Linked DNA regions of Sus scrofa: region 2 is linked to region 1. Evidence: chromatin contacts called from public promoter capture Hi-C data. All regions are on one chromosome and are shown on one strand. Each heading gives the region's core, a stretch centred on a gene start, on an enhancer-like site or on the middle of the called end of the contact. The rest is flanking DNA. Distances are from core to core; before and after follow the strand shown. Region 1 holds the start of RIN3 (ras and Rab interactor 3). Region 2 overlaps RIN3 (ras and Rab interactor 3).

Region 1 (4,766 bases), core at 89-2,588:
GGGCTGCTCAGATTTCTGGAATCTTGGCGCCTCCCCTTTGGTCAGTTGCCAGCAACAGGGTCAAAGTGGGACCTCGTCAGGTGGCCACCGGAGGAATCCTAACTTCACAGAGCAGGTAAGCAGCGGGCCTTGCAGAGGCCTCTGTGGGGATGAGACAAGACCCTTGGGGCTGATTCCATGGAACCGAGGCTTTAGAGGGGCTTGTCTTGAGTCTCTCAGAGGTGGCCCAGGGAGCTGAAGGAAATTTTTATTTGGGGAGGGGGTACATGGAAAAGTAGGGTTAATCACAGTCTAGATCAGTATAAAGGGGTCTGAAAGACTACTCTACGTGTGAGTGTTGGCTAGAACTCATCCCTGGGGCCCAGGGAGCCCCAGGAGCGGCCTAGAGGCTTGTTTTAGCAACAGCAAAGGACTAATCATGTCATTCTGGTGTGCCACCCCATTTACTCCCACCTTTAGAGATGAGCAAGCAGAGGGATGGAGGGTAACGCGGCCTCCAGATGCTTTTTACCTGGGCGTCAGTCCAGTCTGCACCTCATCTTGCTGCAAGCCACCTCCTTGCTTTAAGTCTCAGTTTCCTTATCTATGAAATAAAGTTAGATAGGTGGGTTTCAACTGGGAGGATTCTGGTGCCCAGGGATACTTGGCAATGTCTGGAGACATTTTCAGTTGTTACAAGGAGGGGGTGATGCTACTGGCAGAGGGGGCAGAGGCCATGGATGCAGCTGAACATCCTACAATGCACAAGACAGCTCCGACAACAAAGCATTATCCGGTCCCATATATCAACAGTGCCAAGGCTGAGAAACCCTGCAGTAGACAGAGGTCACCCTGCAGGGGTGCAGTCCTGACTAGTCACTGTGAAATGCTCTGAGGGCAGTCCTAGCTCAGGGAGGCATTTTGGAGTACCCAGGCATTTAGAAGAGTGGTCTTCTGGTCCCGCCAGGGTTGCTGTAGGTGGTGTATTTGTGTAAACTGACTGGCTTTCTCCCTCTGCTCCCATCTAAGTATGGTACCTAGGACAGGTGAATTAGATGCCTGGTGTGGCGGATGAACTGCCTTATGAGGTAGTGAGTTCATCGTCAGCGGAGGCATCCAAGAGGAGGCAGCATGGCCACCTGTCACAGATGTGGAGGAGGCTCTGGGACTGGCCTTGAGCGATTTTGAGGCTCCTTCAGACAGGAGGTAGGGCGGGAGAGTGCCCTGGGAAGAGCCCTTGGCCTCCCCACCTGCCCCACGTTCGTTCCCCCGCCTGCCGGAGGAGCAGAAGCGGGAGCGCCTTCCTTCCCACGCGACTCTGCGCCAAGTTGAAAACTTTTCTCTAAGTTTTTCTCCCGGGTCTCCGGAGCCGCCGGAGCGGCGGAGGCAGCACCCCGCGGCTGGACGCCGGCACCCAGCGCCTCGGTCCGACGCCGCCGGGTCTCGGGGTCGCGGCCGCCGGGCTTCCGTATGCCCCAGGGGGGCTCGGGGCCGCGAGCCGCCGCCGAGAGGCTTTTGACAAAAAAAAAAAAAAAAAAACTTGACCACCAAGGCCAGCCTCTTCCTGAAAGCCCCGCTCGCTCCGATACAGGAAGTAGAGGGAGCGAGCGCCCCAGAGCGCGGCGGCGGCGGCGGCGGCGGCGGCGGCGGCTTCCCGACTGGGCGCGGGGCTGGCGGCGGTGCCTGCCCGGGCCCTTCCCGAGGGCAGCGCCAGGGACATGCGGGCGCCCGGGGCCCCGCAACCCGCACCGCCCGGAGCCTGAGCCCCTGCGTTCATCGTCCCGGAGCTGCCGGCGGCATGATCCGACGGGCCGGGGCGCCCGCGCGAGCGGACCCCGCGGGGTAAGTCCGGGGCCGACGCCCCCTCCTCCCTCCGGGTCCCCGGGCCCCGGTCGGCCCGCGTCCCTCTCGCCCCACTACTCCTCCCCGCCCCCGAGGGTGCTCGAACTCCCAGAGGAGCCCCAGCCGCGGGACCTCGGGGTGTCAGGCTGAGACAGAGCCCCTGGCCACGGCCAAGGCCGGACCCGGGTTCTGCGCCGAAGGGGGCGGCCCTGGTGCCTCTGCAGGACCTGGAGACTTGGCTAAACTTTTAAGCCCAGACATCGCTCGCCGGAAAACCAGCCGGCACGTTAGGCGACCGGCCGGGCGGGTGTCAGAGGGGTGTCTCGAACCTGTCAGAGCCGGAGCGGAGGAACTGTGTGAACGCGGCCCCTTCCCCGGCCTCTAGTCCCGCTGGAAGGTTAACTGCAATCCCTTGCGGTCCGAGCCCCGCCAGCCTCCCGCTTCCGCCGCTCCGCCCGTGCCCCGCGCGCTTCCCTGGGTGCTGGCACTCGGCCGGGCATGGGGCTGGGGACCTGGGTCCCCGTAAGTTGGGACGCGCGCGGCCTAATAGCTGGCCGGCCCGCCTAGACCGAAGACCCACCGGGACCCCCTCCCCCACCCCTTTAGCGGGTGTAGGGACGGTGACCTTCGGACCGGCCTTTGCGAAGCCTGGGGCACGGGGAGGGTCCAGGGCGCACGAGCTGCGCGTGGCCTTCGGGATCCCCCGGGGAGAAGGTGCAGCTTGGAATGCGTGAAGCGGGACCGGCTTGGGAACTGGCTTTCGAGAGGGGTCGCTTGTTTCTTGTCCCCCACCCGCCACCTCGCAACCTCGAACTTTCGCACGGCGCTCAGGGCTGCGTTCCGAGGAGTAGGTTCCCTTGCCCCGCCCAGCCCAGCCGGCGTCCCGGGGAGCTTCAGAGGGTTGAGGAGGCTCCAGTGGAGCCAGATTCCTGGGAAAGCCTCTTAGACCTTTTCTGGGGGCCAAGGCTGATGGGCGCCCCTCGGGGGAACTCGCTCCCGGCTTTGGGGTTTAAAAGTCTCTGACTCCTTCAGCGATGGACACCCAGCTGCTGCCTGGCCTTCTCTGCGATCGCAGCTTCCAGGGCCTCAGTTCTCCCGCTGCTTAAAACAGAGGGCTGGGCTGTTCTTGAGCAGTTCCGAACTGGGGGGCAGCCTGGCCCCCACGCAAGTGGGAGGGGTGTCTCCGAGGGGCCTGTAAGCAACTGCCTCCGAATGTCTTCCTCCTCCCCTCTCCCCCATTTCCGCGCCAGCCGGGAAGTTCCGCCTGGAGGCTTTCCCTTGGAAATGGAAAGACAAATGCCACTGGGCTGGAGGAACTGGAAATTCTGTTGGGGAGGGGACCCCCCAGGGGCAAGTATCGACCACACCCAGTATTGATGGGAGGAGCTAGGAGTTTCCCAGGGAGGAAGGGGAGGTGAGGGGCCAGGGTCCTGAGCTCTCTGACTTCCCGTATTTTCCCCAGAAGGACCTTTCCTTACCTGCTTCCTCTTGCCTTTCTCTGTTCATGACTGGGTCACTTGCTTAAGCCTCTGCCCCTCATTACTTATCTATAAAATGAAAGTAATAGTAACTACCCTTTAAAGTTATTGTGAGAATTAAATGAGATAATGCATTAAAAGTTTTGCACATGGGCCTGTAGGGCAAGTTTGTACTAGTCATAATTCCTGCTGATTATCATGTATTGAGTGTAACCCCTCTGTTTGCCAACTGTTTAACCTTGGACAAGAGACCTGGCCTTGGCCTCACCTGTAAACTGGGCATAATAATAACACCTGCTTTGTAAGGTGTTATAAGGATTGGATGAATTAATATTTAAGTGGCTGCCCATAGGCAGCTAAAGTTTAACCCACCAGCTCAGATCTGCTTAGAACATCGCCTGGCACATCCCAAGTATTACGTAAATATTAGTTTGTTCCTAAAAATGCTGCTTTATTTAAAAGGACCTTTGGAGTTGGAAGAATTACTAGATAGCATCTTATTTAATCTCACACCCCGCACAGGAATCCCTTTGACAACATTCCCAAAAGATACTTGCATACCTCCAGTGATGGAGAACTCCCTACCACTGAGGTAGCTTTTCCGGCAGGCAGATACCAAAGAAAGGAATTCCTGACCTTAAGCTGTAGTCTTCCTCCAACTTCTCCCATTAGAGTCGCTGTTCAGAGGAGCCCCATCCTTCTTGACATGCAAATGCTAGAAGGCGGTTCTCAGGCGCCCCCCTGATCCTCTGTTCCTGGGCTGCACATCTACCTGTGTTACAGTGCTCAGAGATGCTGAGGAGCTATCCCGTATGACCTCTCACCCCCAGGCCGCCCCCAGATCCTGCTCGCCACTCAGGGCTGGGTCCTGAGTCCTTAACTGAGCTGTCTTTCCACCCTGCCCCCTGGAGCCCCCTCCTCCTCTCTGGCAGGAGATGGCTGTCCAGATGGCTAGGGGAATACCTCCCACCCCACACCCATAGGCTAGGAGGGGGTTGCCTGGATGTCAGCCCCTGGAATAGGAGTGTGAGGATCCTGGCAAGCAAGCTGTCTACTTCTTGCTGAAAACGCCGACAGGGGAGAAAGAAAATGCAGACAGGCTGCCCAGTGCTCTGGAGGCTGTCACTTCTCTCCTGCATTCATTCAATTTCGTTCAACAAATAGTATCTGCATTAGGTGGAGGCAGGAGCCCAGCGTTAATCCAAGCCCCAAGGTGGCCTGCAGCTAAGCTTCCCAGAAAAGACAAGGTCAGGGTTAGGGGTGTGGGACCAGGAGGGGATATTCTGGAGAAGGTGGTCAGGGAAGGTCACTCCCAAAAGCTGGTGTTTAGCTGAGGCCTGAGGAAGTGGGGAGACTGAGTCATGTTCCTGGGGGTGTGGGGGTGTGGTTGGGATGCGGGACACCAGGAGGCGGGGGGCGCTGGAGTGGAGTGGGGGAGAGGAGGATAGAAAAAAGGCTGGCAGGTGG
Region 2 (4,931 bases), core at 1,909-4,408, 74 kb after region 1:
CTGCTGGGGGCAGCATGGAGGCTGGAATGCAGGGGAGACCCCCCAGGGACAAACCCCAGGGGGACTTGACAACCCTTTAGGGGCCGCGTGAGGGACCTGGACCTGTGGAGGAAGGAAGAGGAACCTGTGGTTCTGGGAGGCACCTGGCATCGGGGACCTGTGACAGTGTCACCCCAGGTCCAGGGGAAGAGGGATTAGAGGGGGTGGTGACAGCAAGGGACACAGGGAGCCACCAGGCCAGGGAAAAAGAAGCCCACACATTCACCCTGGTGCCTGGAGCAGTGCTTGGCACATAGTAGGTTTTCAGCAAACATTTGATGAATGCAACATGAACAGGACCCTGGGTCCAGGCCTCTGGAGGGAGGGCAGAGCCCGGGGTAGAGATGTCGGATCTCCAAGGGTAAGATGCTCAGCCTCTGTGGCAGTCACATCCTTGGGACTCAGGAGGCCCATTTGCACCTCTGTGCTTCGAGAGACGTCTCCTCTTCTTACTGGGCAGCAAAAGTGCCACCTGGTAGCTAAAGGGGGATTTGAATTAGATGACGGCCTGGAGAAACCTAAGACGCTGTGACACTAATTGCCCAAGAGCTTTGAGCCCTGACCCCCAGCAGGTCACCGGAACCTCCCTGTACCCACGGAGATGACTCTTGTGGCAGCAGCAGTGGTGTCCCTTTTCTACCGGGCATTGAAGTGATTCAGGAGCGCATCTGGCCCTATGCCCACAGGGGTTCTATAAATAATACCCTTTCTTCCACTCCTGCCCTCAGAAGCAGTGAGGAAATAAAGGATCAGGACATCAGCTTTCTCATAAAAATTAAAAATTTTACTTTTTAGGACTGCACTGGAGGCATATGGAAGTTCCCAGGCTCTGGGTCAAATCTGAGCTGCAGCTGCCGGCCTGTGCCACAGCCACAGCCACACAGGGTCCGAGCCGCATCTTCGACCTACTTCACAGCTCAGAGCAACGCCGGATCCTTAACCCACTGAGCGAGGCCAGGGATCAAGCCTGCGCTCTCATGGATACTAGTTGGGTTCATTACTGCTAAGCTACAACAGGAACCCCTAAAAAAGTTTTAAATTAAAAATAAAAAAGAATTCCCACTGTGGCACAGTGGGTTAAAAATCTGACTGCAGTGGCTCCAGTCACTGCAGAGGCACAGGTTTGATAGCCAGCCTGGTGCTAAAGGATCTGGCGTTGCTGCAGCTGGCCGCGGTGTACGTCACAGCTACAGCTCAGATTCAGTCCTTGGCCCAGGAACTTTCATATGCCATGGGTGAGCCCATTTAAAAAAAAAAAAAAAAAAAAGAACATCAGCTTTCCCCCGATAGACTGATCTGGGGGATGCAGTCTGACTTACAGCTGAAATCAAGAGCCTTGTTACCAGCCCCTCCTTGCACTTGCTCCCTGGAACGGCAGGCTCCCCGTGGCAAGGGCCAAGCCTGCCCCAAGATGCTTACAACAGGGCCAGGGAGAAGAAAGCTGAGTCCTGAGGCCAGCTGGCTGGCTGTCCACCAGCAGGTGTTTCAGTAGCATCTCAAAGCAAGTGAAATGTCCATTGACTTGAGACCCATCCCTTGTTCTTGGTTCCACACCCAGGAAGTGGCTCTTGGTGTCTCTGTACTGCTGGTGAAGAGGCTGTAATGTGATTCTTATGAGGCTGAGCTCAAGGACCCTGAGTCCGGGTGACACTCCTGCTTGCATTCGTTCCATCCCAGCATTGAAGTCAGGCGCCGGCTATGTGCTAAGTGGCTCTAGGGGCTGGCATTCGCAGGGCTCCAGGGCTCCCACCGGTTGTCCCAGGAGCTCATGCTGGTTCTCTCTCTGGTTTCGGAAGCTCAGTGCTCTTGACATTGGAATCTTGGGCATCCTTGGCTGCAGAGCACTGTCCCGTGTGCTCTGGGATGTTTAGCAGTATCCCGGGCCTCTGCCTCCTAGATGCCAGTGGTACCACTCCCGTCCCCTCCTAACAAGCTAAGATGTCCACTCACGGCCAGATGTGCCCTGGGGCACAGACCAGCTCCTGACTGGGAACACTGCGTAAGGCTGTGCCATCAGCCTCAGCAACCAGGAACCACATGAGGCTGCTAAACACTGTGGATGTCGTGAGTCTGAATTGAGATGAGCTGTGCTAAGGACATACCAGATTTTGAACACATCATATAAAAAAAAAGACGGTGAGATGTCTCAGGAATTTTTTGTATTTACAGTTTGTTGAAATGATGCGATTTTGGATGTGTTGGGTGAAATAGGATCTGTGAGAATGATTAATTTGCATTTGTTTCTATTTCCTCTTTCTAACGTGACTGTGAGAAAATGTGCAATTGCACATATGCCTTGCATTATATTTCTACGGGACAACAAGGTCTAGAGAGCCAAGGGCCCAGCGTGCTGGGTAAGAGCTCGGGCTGCAGAGTCAGGGTCCCCTACGGTCACATCCTGGTACCACTTCCCAGCTCTGTGACCTTCGGCCAGCTGCCTAAGCTCCCTGGGTCTCAGAGCTCTCATAAGCGGCAGTCACAGACAGACCAAAGTTCCCAAACTCTCGAGGGTGGGGACAAACTTTGTAAGCTCCTGAAGTTGAAGCTGGGTTGTCTTCTGGGCCAGGTAGTTTCTTGATGGCTTGCCCCCTGGCACCTGGGGCCGTTGTCACCATCAGGGTGGTACCTGGGCCACCTCCCTTTCCTCCTGTCCCTTCTGCTCCCAGAGAGAGCCGTGGTTTTCAGGATGGGTCCATTATGTCAAAAAGAAGCCTGCCTGCCCCACAATCTGAGCAGAGGAGCTGGCGGCTTGCTCTCCCCGACGGACGTGGACGTCGAGGCTTGTTCCCTGTGGGTCGTTCAAGCCGCGGGGGGCGGGCTCAGCATCTCTCCCCCACCCCCGCCCGTTCCTTCTCCACAGACACCTCCCCCATGTGCTTACCCTTTATTTAGTCTTCCCTGACACTTGGCACTTCGCACATCTGTCCGATGTCTCCCCCTCTGTTTTGGCATCTGAACCTATAAATAGTCCCCGTCTGCGTGGTGACAGCTCGTTCTGGATTCCTTTTCCCAGACTGGATGCCTCATCTGCACGGTTGCTAAATAAGGAAGAGCACCGTCCAAGAAAAGGAAGCTTTTGTTACAGCTCGAACGATGTCGTGGCAGTTCTGCAGATGTGGCTGCTGACGCGGGTGCAGGGAGAATGCTCTCAGTAGTAGCCAACCTCGTCCAGCACATGGCCTGATCCAGGCAAGGCCCTGGGCCCGGGACAGAAGGAAGGCCGGTGCCCTGCTTTCTGGGGCTTCATTCTGGCCAGAGTCAGGCCTGGGTGTCATGGTCATGTCCTGATGTGGCATTGTCACGCTCTAAGGGAGAGTGTATGCGCAGGAAAGACCAGAGGGAGGCGAGCATAGCCCTGCTGCCCAGGAAGCCCTCTCCCAGGGCAGCAGGGGCCTGCCTGGGGACCGAGGAGGCCACGTGTGGCACATGGAGTGCATTCTGGTCTGAAGCCCTCCCTCCACTCCACGCCACTTCTGCTAAACACAAGGTCTCTGATGTGCAGGCTCCCGGCCTGGAGGCACCTGGTCAGAACCTCAGGCCAGTTACTTAAACCCTCTGAGCTTCAGTTTCCTTGCCTCTAAAATGAGGATAATGGCCTTGTCATGATAATTAGAATACAGAGGTTAGGAGTTCCCGCTGTGTCTCTGGAGCACTGGGACCAGGTCAGATCTCTGGCCCCACAGAGTGCATTAAGCTGTGACTCAGATCTGGTCCAGGGCCCAGGAACTCCATACGCCGTGGGGCAGCCAAGAAAGGAAGGAAGGATGGAAGGAAAGGAGGGAGGAAGGAAGGAAGGAAGGCCGGCAGGCAGGCGGGGAGAGGCTAGCACGCAGCAGGCACTCAGTGGAGAGTGGATGATATGCACTAGATGAAACTGTTGTCTTTTTAAAACTCTGCAGATGATAGTGATAGCCCTCTATTACTGATCAGGAGGCTCAAATCTGGACAAGCCCACACTGCAAAGTTGGGAGAAGGAGGCAGAACGTCAGCAGTGCAGGCTCAGGATCTAAATTCCGGAGAGCATCAGAATCAAACTCTAGACACCACCCAGGCTAACCCTCTTTCCCAGGACAGCGAAGCACCTTGTTTGGACCTCAGTTTCCCCGTCTATGCAAGGAGGGAGGTTGGGCCAGAGCTGTCTCCAAGAGCCCTTCTCTTCTGGCTTTCTAGTGGTTCCCCACTAGAGATGCATGGGTCTAGTCTGAGCAAACCCGGAGTGTGGTAGAGAACTCAATAAAAAGATGTTGCTGTACTTTTTTCATCCTGAAATTCCTAAGACAGAATCAAGAGGTGATTGTTCCTTATGCCAAGCACAGCCAGCAAAGATGGCCTTGACTCACACCCAGGGCTGCCATGGACAGTTGTGCTGCTTGTGCACTGACCAAAAGTGCCTGGTAGGATTAAATCCAGCTGGTGTTCTGCTTGTCACGTTGTGCAGTTTAGTGGAGGAGGAAGCCCTTGCCAAACCCTCTAACTGGGCACCGAGAGCCTTTAGAAGTGGCCCCCTGACCATGGCTGCCAGGTCCTCTCCTGTTCCTTTCTCACTGGCCTCCAGTCATAAGTGCATTGGGCAAAGGCTTGCTGCGCTGGGACTCTGCACAGGAGGCCCTGCAGTGGGTCCTGCCCCAGGGGCCTGTGGTTGATGGGGAGATTGGGGGATGCAGAAGGGTGATCTCCTGAGAGGCCTTGGGGCTGGAGAGGGGCTGGGAGCTTTACACAGGGAGGCTCGGGCCTGGGAAAGAGACAGACAAGGAACTCCAGGGCCAGCCGCTAAAGCAGGGGCCAAGACCCCCACCCTGGACTGTGAGTAGCAGCCAGGGAGAGAGAAAGGGGCCTGTTTTCCTCAAATTTCCAAATCAGCACCCTTTCCCCGGTCCCTGAGCCCTAGCCCA

What was found. Promoter capture Hi-C pulls out the DNA fragments that hold promoters and counts their contacts.
Region 2: a promoter capture Hi-C map of liver shows a contact between it and region 1, with 4 times the contacts expected there. The contact joins the enhancer-like site here to the promoter of RIN3 in region 1. A contact is called at or near these places in 1 of 5 promoter capture datasets (liver), 3 of 47 Hi-C or Micro-C datasets (blood, heart right ventricle and liver) and 2 of 2 datasets of contacts at active chromatin or transcription factors (alveolar macrophages and skeletal muscle).

The regions. Positions count from the first base shown.
Region 1 is chr7:114,033,799-114,038,564 of Sscrofa11.1, forward strand. It overlaps RIN3 (ras and Rab interactor 3), which reads left to right and starts at 1,339. Exons shown (of 11, transcript XM_021099628.1): 1 at 1,339-1,821. The coding sequence starts at 1,778. It overlaps LOC106507755 (a long non-coding RNA gene), which reads right to left and starts at 2,237. Exons shown (of 3, transcript XR_001303996.2): 1 at 2,151-2,237; 2 at 512-583.
Region 2 is chr7:114,106,178-114,111,108 of Sscrofa11.1, forward strand. The region is part of intron 3 of RIN3 (ras and Rab interactor 3); the gene reads left to right. Among named protein-coding and RNA genes, the nearest start is that of RIN3, 74 kb to the left of the region's middle. Within about 2 kb of position 3,159, at least 24 of the 83 cell types and tissues checked have an H3K27ac peak or open chromatin away from gene starts, as enhancers often do. A contact at or near this core is called in alveolar macrophages, liver and skeletal muscle, where this site is marked.